2 separate regions of the Mus musculus genome follow, and region 1 is linked to region 2. The links are chromatin contacts, called in public Micro-C maps. All regions are on one chromosome and are shown on one strand. The core of a region is the stretch at or near the end of the contact, and the rest is flanking DNA. Distances in the headings are between cores, read along the strand shown.

What was found. Hi-C and Micro-C count contacts between places; a contact is called where the count stands out from the background.
Region 1: a contact with region 2 is called in a Micro-C map of the G1E-ER4 cell line. The contact joins two enhancer-like sites. A contact is called at or near these places in 1 of 15 datasets of contacts at CTCF or cohesin (CD8 T cells), 11 of 484 Hi-C or Micro-C datasets (the G1E-ER4 cell line, the HL-1 cell line, LSK cells and 7 more) and 4 of 115 datasets of contacts at active chromatin or transcription factors (Th2 cells, bone marrow-derived dendritic cells and embryonic stem cells).

Annotation. Positions count from the first base shown.
Region 1 is chr6:134,088,817-134,092,855 of GRCm38.p6, forward strand. The region is part of intron 1 of Etv6 (ets variant 6); the gene reads left to right. Among named protein-coding and RNA genes, the nearest start is that of Gm46978, 20 kb to the right of the region's middle. Within about 2 kb of position 1,470, at least 90 of the 459 cell types and tissues checked have an H3K27ac peak or open chromatin away from gene starts, as enhancers often do. A contact at or near this core is called in the G1E-ER4 cell line, where this site is marked.
Region 2 is chr6:133,965,805-133,969,691 of GRCm38.p6, forward strand. No RefSeq gene overlaps it. Among named protein-coding and RNA genes, the nearest start is that of Gm46977, 68 kb to the right of the region's middle. Within about 2 kb of position 1,662, at least 7 of the 459 cell types and tissues checked have an H3K27ac peak or open chromatin away from gene starts, as enhancers often do. A contact at or near this core is called in the G1E-ER4 cell line, where this site is marked.

The DNA of each region.
Region 1 (4,039 bases), core at 220-2,719, 120 kb after region 2:
CGCCATTGAAAGACAAGCACCATAAACTCGGAGACTCGGCTTTTTAAGGTCTTCACCGACTTTCTTCTTTGTGTCATTCACTGGGTGAACATGGTAGTTCCAGAAGATATTGGATGAGTGAGTGACAGCCGCTAAGAGGAGCGCCAAGCTTTGTGGCTGAACGATAAGTGGCAGAGGGGATGATAGCCTGAAGGTCAAGGGAGGAAGGGATATAGGAAATAGAAGGAAGAAAGGGTGGTCTTTTCCTTTTCTGTTGTTTTCCCAATATGATGTGAATTCACTATAGGCAGGAAATAAATGATGTCATATAAAAACAGGATGGAAAAAAAAAGGACCGATTCCCAGATTCAGTAGCTCTGGGACGTGACTCGTGAGGGCTTCTCATAGAGTAAAGTTTGTTTAGAGGGCCAAAAGTACTCCAAAATTTGAGCTATCCTAGTTTTATTAACCCAGGCTCTAGTGCTGTGTGTGTGTGTGTGTGTGTCTCTGTGTGTGTGTGTGTGTGTGTGTGTGTGTGTGTCTGTGTGTGTCTGTCTGTGTGTGTGTATGTCTGTGTGTCTGTGTGTGTGTGAACTATCTGGCTCCTTTACTCCTACTCTCTGCCCTGGCCTTCAGAGGTTTGTGAGCAGCATTAGATTAGATCATCAGCTTTGGGAAAATAGAGCAGTTCTTTGGCCAATAGCCCATACTCTAGACTGCTCAATTCTTTTCAGCCCGAGTAGCTAAAAAACGTATATTGATTTAGACTGGTCGGACCTGCTCTCTTTGATTTAAGGACACGGAATACCAGAGTTTAGGTTAACAAACGTATAAAAAAAACCATGTTGAAGAGGCCGGCAGAAAACAGACAGCCTCCTCAAATGCAAACGATGCTTCCTTCCAAAACTGTGGAAGGACTCTGAAGATAGGTACTAGCCCAGTACCACAGCTTCCTCAGGATGGGAAGAGTGTGTCATTAGAAGATTGATAGCAATCAGGACAGCCAGCTGAGCTGCCCTACTTCTGTGCTCCGCTCATTGCCAAGGTCACCCAGGCAGGGGGTGTCCCGTGTCAGTGTCTCTGGAAGCACAAACTTAGGAGCAGGAGCCCTGAACCCACAGGCTTCACGGGAGACCATGCATGGAGCAGCAGAGTCTGTCTTTGGAGCCACCATCTTTGCTTCAGTCCTTTCTGGATTCAGAGGACTTGGCATTTTAGTGCTTGACTCTTGACAAGTCCTCTGGAAGTTTCCCTGCCAAGAGCTCCTTGGGAAGCCAGTGTCCCTCTGCTTGTGAGCATCAGCCTTGTGTCCTGGCTCATGATGTCCCCAGGTCCAGCTTCCACCGAGTAATGAAAATAACAGGGCCTTTCATTTGGAGAGCGGCATTTTAAAAATATGTGAACTATTTGCTGTGGTTATCTCATTCCTTACTGATGATAACAGTGTGAGAAAAAACAGGGTGTCATTCCGTCTGTCCTTGGATGCTTGAGACTGACTAATAACCACAGGCAGGTTAAGTTGCCCAGCTGGTGAAGGACAGAATGGATAAGAGACAGTGTCTCTTCTCCAGGGAGCCCAGATGCCCCTCATTGCAAGACTATCTGTCACGAGCCTGTGCTGAACAAACCCCCCAGAGCAGGAAGTCTCGTGTGGTGAGGTTTAGCTTTCATGGTCCCTTATTTGGCTCTTATTAGTAAATGAGTAAAAGAATGTGCTCGAAGCTTCTGAGATAGGCAGGCTTCTGACCTCCCACGTCACCCATGCCTCATATAGAGGGAACTTGGGAAGGCTCCCTCCCCTCCTGTAACTTCCCCCCCTCTTTTCCCCTTTCTTGTGTGTGTGTGTGTGTGTGTGTGTGTTGTTGTTGTTGTTGTTGTTGTTGTTGTTGTTGTGTGTGTGTTGTTGTTGTTGTTGTTGGTGGTGGTGGTGGTGGTGGTGGTAGATGTGTATGTGTGTTTAGGGGCACATATGTAGGGGCTCATGGTTCGTGTAGGCAGAAATCTGTCAGCAGGCCAGAAGAAACCACCCAGTGTCTTACTCTCTCATTCTGTCTTACTCCCTTGTGAGACAGGGTCTCACTGAACTTGGAGTTAGGCTGGCAGTCGGCAGGCCTCAGGGATCCTCTTCTCTCTGCTGCCAGCAGCACTTGGGTTTCAGGTGTGCATGTGACCACACCTTCTTAGTGGGTGCTAAGGATTTGAACTCTGGCCCTCCTGCTTGAACAGCAAGTGCTCTTACCCCTTGAGCCATTGCTTAAGCTCCAGCTGTGGATTTTCTAGCGACCTCATGGGAGGCTCTAGTGAAGCAGTGGGGTCAGCTTGGCTGTTCTTTGTGACCATGGCAGATAAGCGAGGAAGACAGATAAGTGAGAAACTCTGAATGGTCAGGGTTTCTCAAGTCTGATGACTTGGGGGTTAGACAGGAGAGTCCCTTTGTGGTTGCCACATTGCCCTTCCGAGCCCATGCCTGGCATTTCTAAGACAATTGCGTTCATGGCTGTATCTGTCTGTGCTGTGACAGGCCATCAGATTCACCTTTCCCATTCTATAAATGGAACTGGGGCTAAAATCTTGACTTTGTTGGCCATATGACCCGCTGGTTGGTTTTTCCTGTTTGGGGAGCCCTTGGCTTCACAATGAAGTCTGTACCCTCAGGTGGCCCTCTCTGCCAGAGCACCAACTCCTGCGAGTTTGAAAAGGAAGACAAACCTGTATTTGGTAGAAAGGGCCTATTGTTCCCAGGCGGTGCTGTGGCCAACTTCTTGGACTCCTTTGGCCGACACTGAAGAAGGAATTGAAGTCAGAATGCTAATCGCTGGCTTGCGTAGACATCAACAATCTAACCTCAGGGAGCTCAGACGAAAGTAAACACAAGTGCTCAAGTTCAGATTCTTGAAGAACGGGCACTGGGAATGAGGCTAGAGAGGAAAAACGATATGCTGAGAGAAGGAATTCTCATTCCCTGTTTCTCAGATGGGCAGGCCATAAAAATAATAAAGCCTGTACCAAATGCGGCGGTGCATTCCTGTAGTCTTAAGTTACTCAGGAAGCTGAGAGCAGGGCATCAGATGTTTGAGGTCAGTCTGGGCAACTTAGTGAGACCCTGTCTCAATGAACAAACAAACAAATAAAGGGCTAAAGGGCTGGGTATGTAATTCAATGGTGGAGTGGTAGCTTAGCGCATGTGGCTCTATGGGGGTAGGTAACCCCAGCCTGGTGGGACACTACTATAATACTAGCAACCGAGGATGCTGAAGCCAGGAGGATTGAAATGTGAGGACTAGCAAGTTCACGTGCAGTCTTTACAACTTAGAAATAAACCCTATCTCAAAATGAAAAGTGGACGTGAAGGGGGAGAGGCTTTGGGGATATAGGTCATTGACACTTGCCCCCAGCAGTGTGAGGTACTTGACCAGTTCCTAGTACCAGCGCGTAAAGGGAAGGAAGGAAAGAAACGTGATTCAGGCCTGGCACAGGTCTGTAATTTTAGCTACACGGGATGCTGAAGCAGGAGGATTGCAAGTTGATGGTGTGCCTGTGCTAGAGCTAGTTAAAGATCAGTCTGGACAGTGTAATGAGACCTTCTTTGACAATTAAAGATGGCAGAAAGAAAGCAGGGTATAGAGTTTAATGGTGGACTGCCTGCATTAAAAGTGTGAACCCCGTGTTCAATCCCCAGTATCAATGAATAAATAAGGAACTGGGAACCAACAGTCTGAGGTATGGATCTATTTCCTTTCAGCAGGGCCCATGTGTTAGGCAGCCCTGTTCTAAGAACCCCCTGGCTCAGCACAGGAGCGTGGCCTGTGGGAATCAGGGCTTTCTGAACTGTGAGATTTCTCTACCTCAGCCGGACACAAATGACCGTGTCCTTTCTTGTTGTATATCTGATTTGCATGAGGCCACCTCATGTTCCTGCTTGCCTCCCGTACTTCTGAACACCGTGTTGATACCGAGAATGCTGTCATCCTGAAGGATTATTTTCCAGTGAGATTCACCAAAGTGTGAGGAGGATAAGAAGTATGGGAACCACTGCGGGTTCGTCAGGACAGTGTGGTGC
Region 2 (3,887 bases), core at 412-2,911:
TTTTGTTTTTGTTTTTGTTTCTCATACAAAGTTGAGAATTGTTCTTTCAAGATCTATAAGTAATTGTGTTGGAATTTTTATGGAAATTGCACTGAGTCTGTATATTGCTTTTGGTAAAATGGCTATGTCTACTATGTTAATAATACTGATCCATGAACATGGGAGTTCTTCCCATCTTCTGATATCTTCTTCAATTTTTTTCTTTCAGGGACTTGAAGTTCTTGTCATATAGGTCTTTCACTTGCTTGGTAATTGTTATATCATGATATTTTAGATTATTTGTGGCTATTGTGAACAGTGTTGTTTCCTTAATTTCTTTCTCAGCCTGTTTATTGTTTGTATATATTAGGGCTACTGATTTTTTTTTTTTTAGGTAATTTTGTATCCAGCCACATTACTGAAGGTGTTTATCAGCTATAGAAGTTGTCTGGTAGAATTTTGAGGGTCACTTATGTATACTATCATATCATCCACAAATAGTGATCAGGCGTCAAAAGAAATAAGGAAGGCCAGGAGAATAAATGGAAATCATGGGCTAGCAGGGGATGCCAGAGTCCTGGAATGGGGGAGGCTTCTGGGAGTCTATGGAGGTGACCTTAGCTGAGATTCCTAGCAGTGGGGGATATGTCCACCTCCTGTAGCCAGGCTGGATCCCCAGTGGAGGGATAAGTATACCAACCTATCCACAAAACCGACAACCCAAAGTTGTCCTGCCTATAAGAAATTCAGGGTCAAAGATGGAACAGAGACTAAGGGGGATAGCCAACCAATGACAAGCCCAACTTGAAAATCATTCCATGGGCAAGAACCAATCCCTGACATGATAAATGGTACTCTGTTATGCTTGCAGACTGGAGCCTAGTGTACCTATCCTCTGATAGCCCCTCATCCCTGACTAAAACAGATGCAAAAACCCACAGCCAAACATTGAATGGAGCTCAGAGAATCTTGTGGAAGAATTGGGGGAAGGATTGAGGGACCCAAAGGAGATAAGAACTCCACAGGATGACCAACAGAGTCAACTAACCTGGACCTTTGGGGGCATTCAGAGAATGAACCACCAACGAAGCATAAGCGGGCTGAACCTAGGACCCCACACATATGTAGCAGATGTGCAGCTCAGTCTTCATGTGGGTCCCCCCCCCCCCAACAACTGGAGCAAAGGGCTGTCCCTAAAGCTATTGCCTGTCTGTGGATCCCATTTTCCTAACTGCTGCTTTGTCTGGATTCAGTTAGAGAAGATGTACCTAATCTTGTGTGACTTGATGTATCAGAGTAGTGTGATGTGTAGTAGTAGGGGGGGTGCCCTCTTCTCAAAGGAGAAGGGGAGGGGTGTGTGAGAGCCACTGTGTGAACAGGAGGGGCTACAGTCAAGATGTAAAGTGAATAAATAAGTAAATTAGTGGGAAAATGCCACCCTTCCCATAAACTTAAAAGCCTTTTAAACAAGCCAGAGCAGCCTTTTCTCTGCATCCTTGGTACTTCATATGTCCACACACACACATACCCAGAAAAAAACAAAAAACAAAAAACAGAAAAAAAAACCCATTTCTTAGTAAATACTTTTAGAAAAGTCACTTTTCTTTTGGGTCATAGAGTTCCTTGAGGCCCGGAACTCTTCTGTGCTACACCCTGATAACAAGCATGACCTGGCATGTTTTCACCAAACAGCTGCTAAATTGATCTAGATGTGGCATGTGGGTTTGCAAAGACACTTGGTTTCACCTCTTAATTGTCTGCAAATGTAATCCAACATCAAACTCAATGTTTCCTGTGGAATTTGTGATTCACCTATTATGAGAATTTATGTGCTTATCAGGTTTTCTAGTCTGAAATTCTCATGGCGCTCCTCTTAGATGAGTCCCCGATGAACATAAATTCTGTAAGGCACTGAATCTCTGAGTCTACTTCATTAGGCAACAAAAATCTCTTCCAATCTAGCTCTGTTCCTTTCCTATCCCTCATGTCGTTCTTTTTCTGCTTTTCTTCTTCCTCCCTGCCTATCTCCATTTTTCATCCTTCCATCCTTTCTTCCTCTCTCCCTCCCTTCTTTCTTCCTCCTTTCTCTCCCCCTCTCCCTTCTGCCTTCCTCTGTTGCTTCTGTCACTCCCCCTTTCTCTCTTTCTTAAAGACCATCGGAATGCAAGCTGTGACTTAGTTGTAATTATAGGTGACAATACTAAGTCAGCTTTTATTTACAGCCTTTGGCCAAGTCAGCAGTTGTCTCCTCTCTGGTGTGTGACTGTGCCTGAGCCAGCCTGAGTCATTTTATCTGTTGCCATCAAAGTGGGGCACCTGACAGCATCAGCTCCTCTCTCTAGATCAAATTCTCAATGGAGTTTCTCTCCTTCCCCAAATCATGTAGTTTGTAACAGTACAAATAAATGAGTCCTGAACTCTAAGCAGCTTCAACCTGAGGGGAGAATCTACACAGGAAGAAAGCCCAGCTTGGATACTGACTTTCCTGCAATAGGGAGGAAGGCAGCCCAGGAGACAGGAGAGAATGAGGTTGAATGACTACAAGTTAAGGAAATTTAAAAAGAAACCCAAAAGAAATAAAGATTTACTTACAGGTGAACAAAAAGGGGTGGGGAGGGAAGAACCATACTGTTCACATAGTAGGTACTTAATATTTTTCTAAATTGAGCTTGCTTTCATTGAAAATCAGTAAGAATAAAGCATTGCTTCGAAAGGATTGGTGTAATTTTAAGTCTAGAGAATGAATAATTTAAGTCATTTAACTGAAACTAAGTCCCTATACAATTTTCATAAGCTGGGCATTTAAAGCCTTCGGCTCTAGGTGTTTATAGCCTGAGTGTGAGTAGATCATCTTCAACCACTGACTCCTGGTTTTTCAGTGAGGCAGAGTCATTCAGCTGGCTCCAGTTTCGCTAGGATAGCATAGTTAAGGATTGAAACAAACCTGATCAACTGGATTATGAACTTAATTGGCCAAGGGCATTGGGCAGATGTTTAAGAGAGCTGCAGAGCCAAAGACTATATAGACAACTGATCCAACACAGAACCGAGCAATGGGGTGTGGGGTGGGGAATTTCGTCAGACTCAGAGCAACCCGAGTTTGAATTGTGTCTCTCTTGTGCAGGTTCTGAGTGAATTCCTGAATCCCTCTGTGATTCTGTTCCCTGTGGCCTTGACTCCACTTCTCTCAGACATGGCTTCATGTGAAAAATGGTAAAGTTTTATTAAGGATTAAATAGGAAAGTGTATGATAGTATGTGATATTCTACAACACGTTGTGCAAATGTAAGAAGATATAGTGGATGTCTGGTTGTAGACTCATTAACAAGCAATGTGTTAGCATTAGGTTTAGACAAATGGTTTCTATTACTAGTCTTTGAGAGCAGAGAAATAATATACAGTTTATGTGCAAAAAGAGTGAGCTCCCCATTAATTCAACTTTAATTTCAGGGTTTACTGGTGGCATGCCATCTGACAGGAGTATTTTGGGCCAAGCATGGTGGCAAATGATGTCTATAATCCCAGAATTTAGGAGGCTGAGGCAGGAGAATCCAGAGTTCCGGACTCACTAACTAACTACACATTTAATTCTCCATAATCTAGAAACTTAGTCAGTTGGCCGTCAGCCTTGTAGAATCTTTAAGACCGGTGCATGACCACCACACCTCTTCTCAGAACTAAACTTTACACCTTCCGATCTAATGGGAAGCTGCATGAAGAACAGGTATAGTGGCTAAACAAACTTGGCATCCTTCTAAAACCATAAAAGAACTTATGAAAATAAGAGTCTAAAGAGGCCCAGTTCAGTTCAGCCAGACACCGAGAAAGGTCAAGGGTCAAGCTCTATAGTCACGGGGACATTTCCATTTTTGAAACCTGAGCAGACTTAACAAAGCCTGCAAAACCAT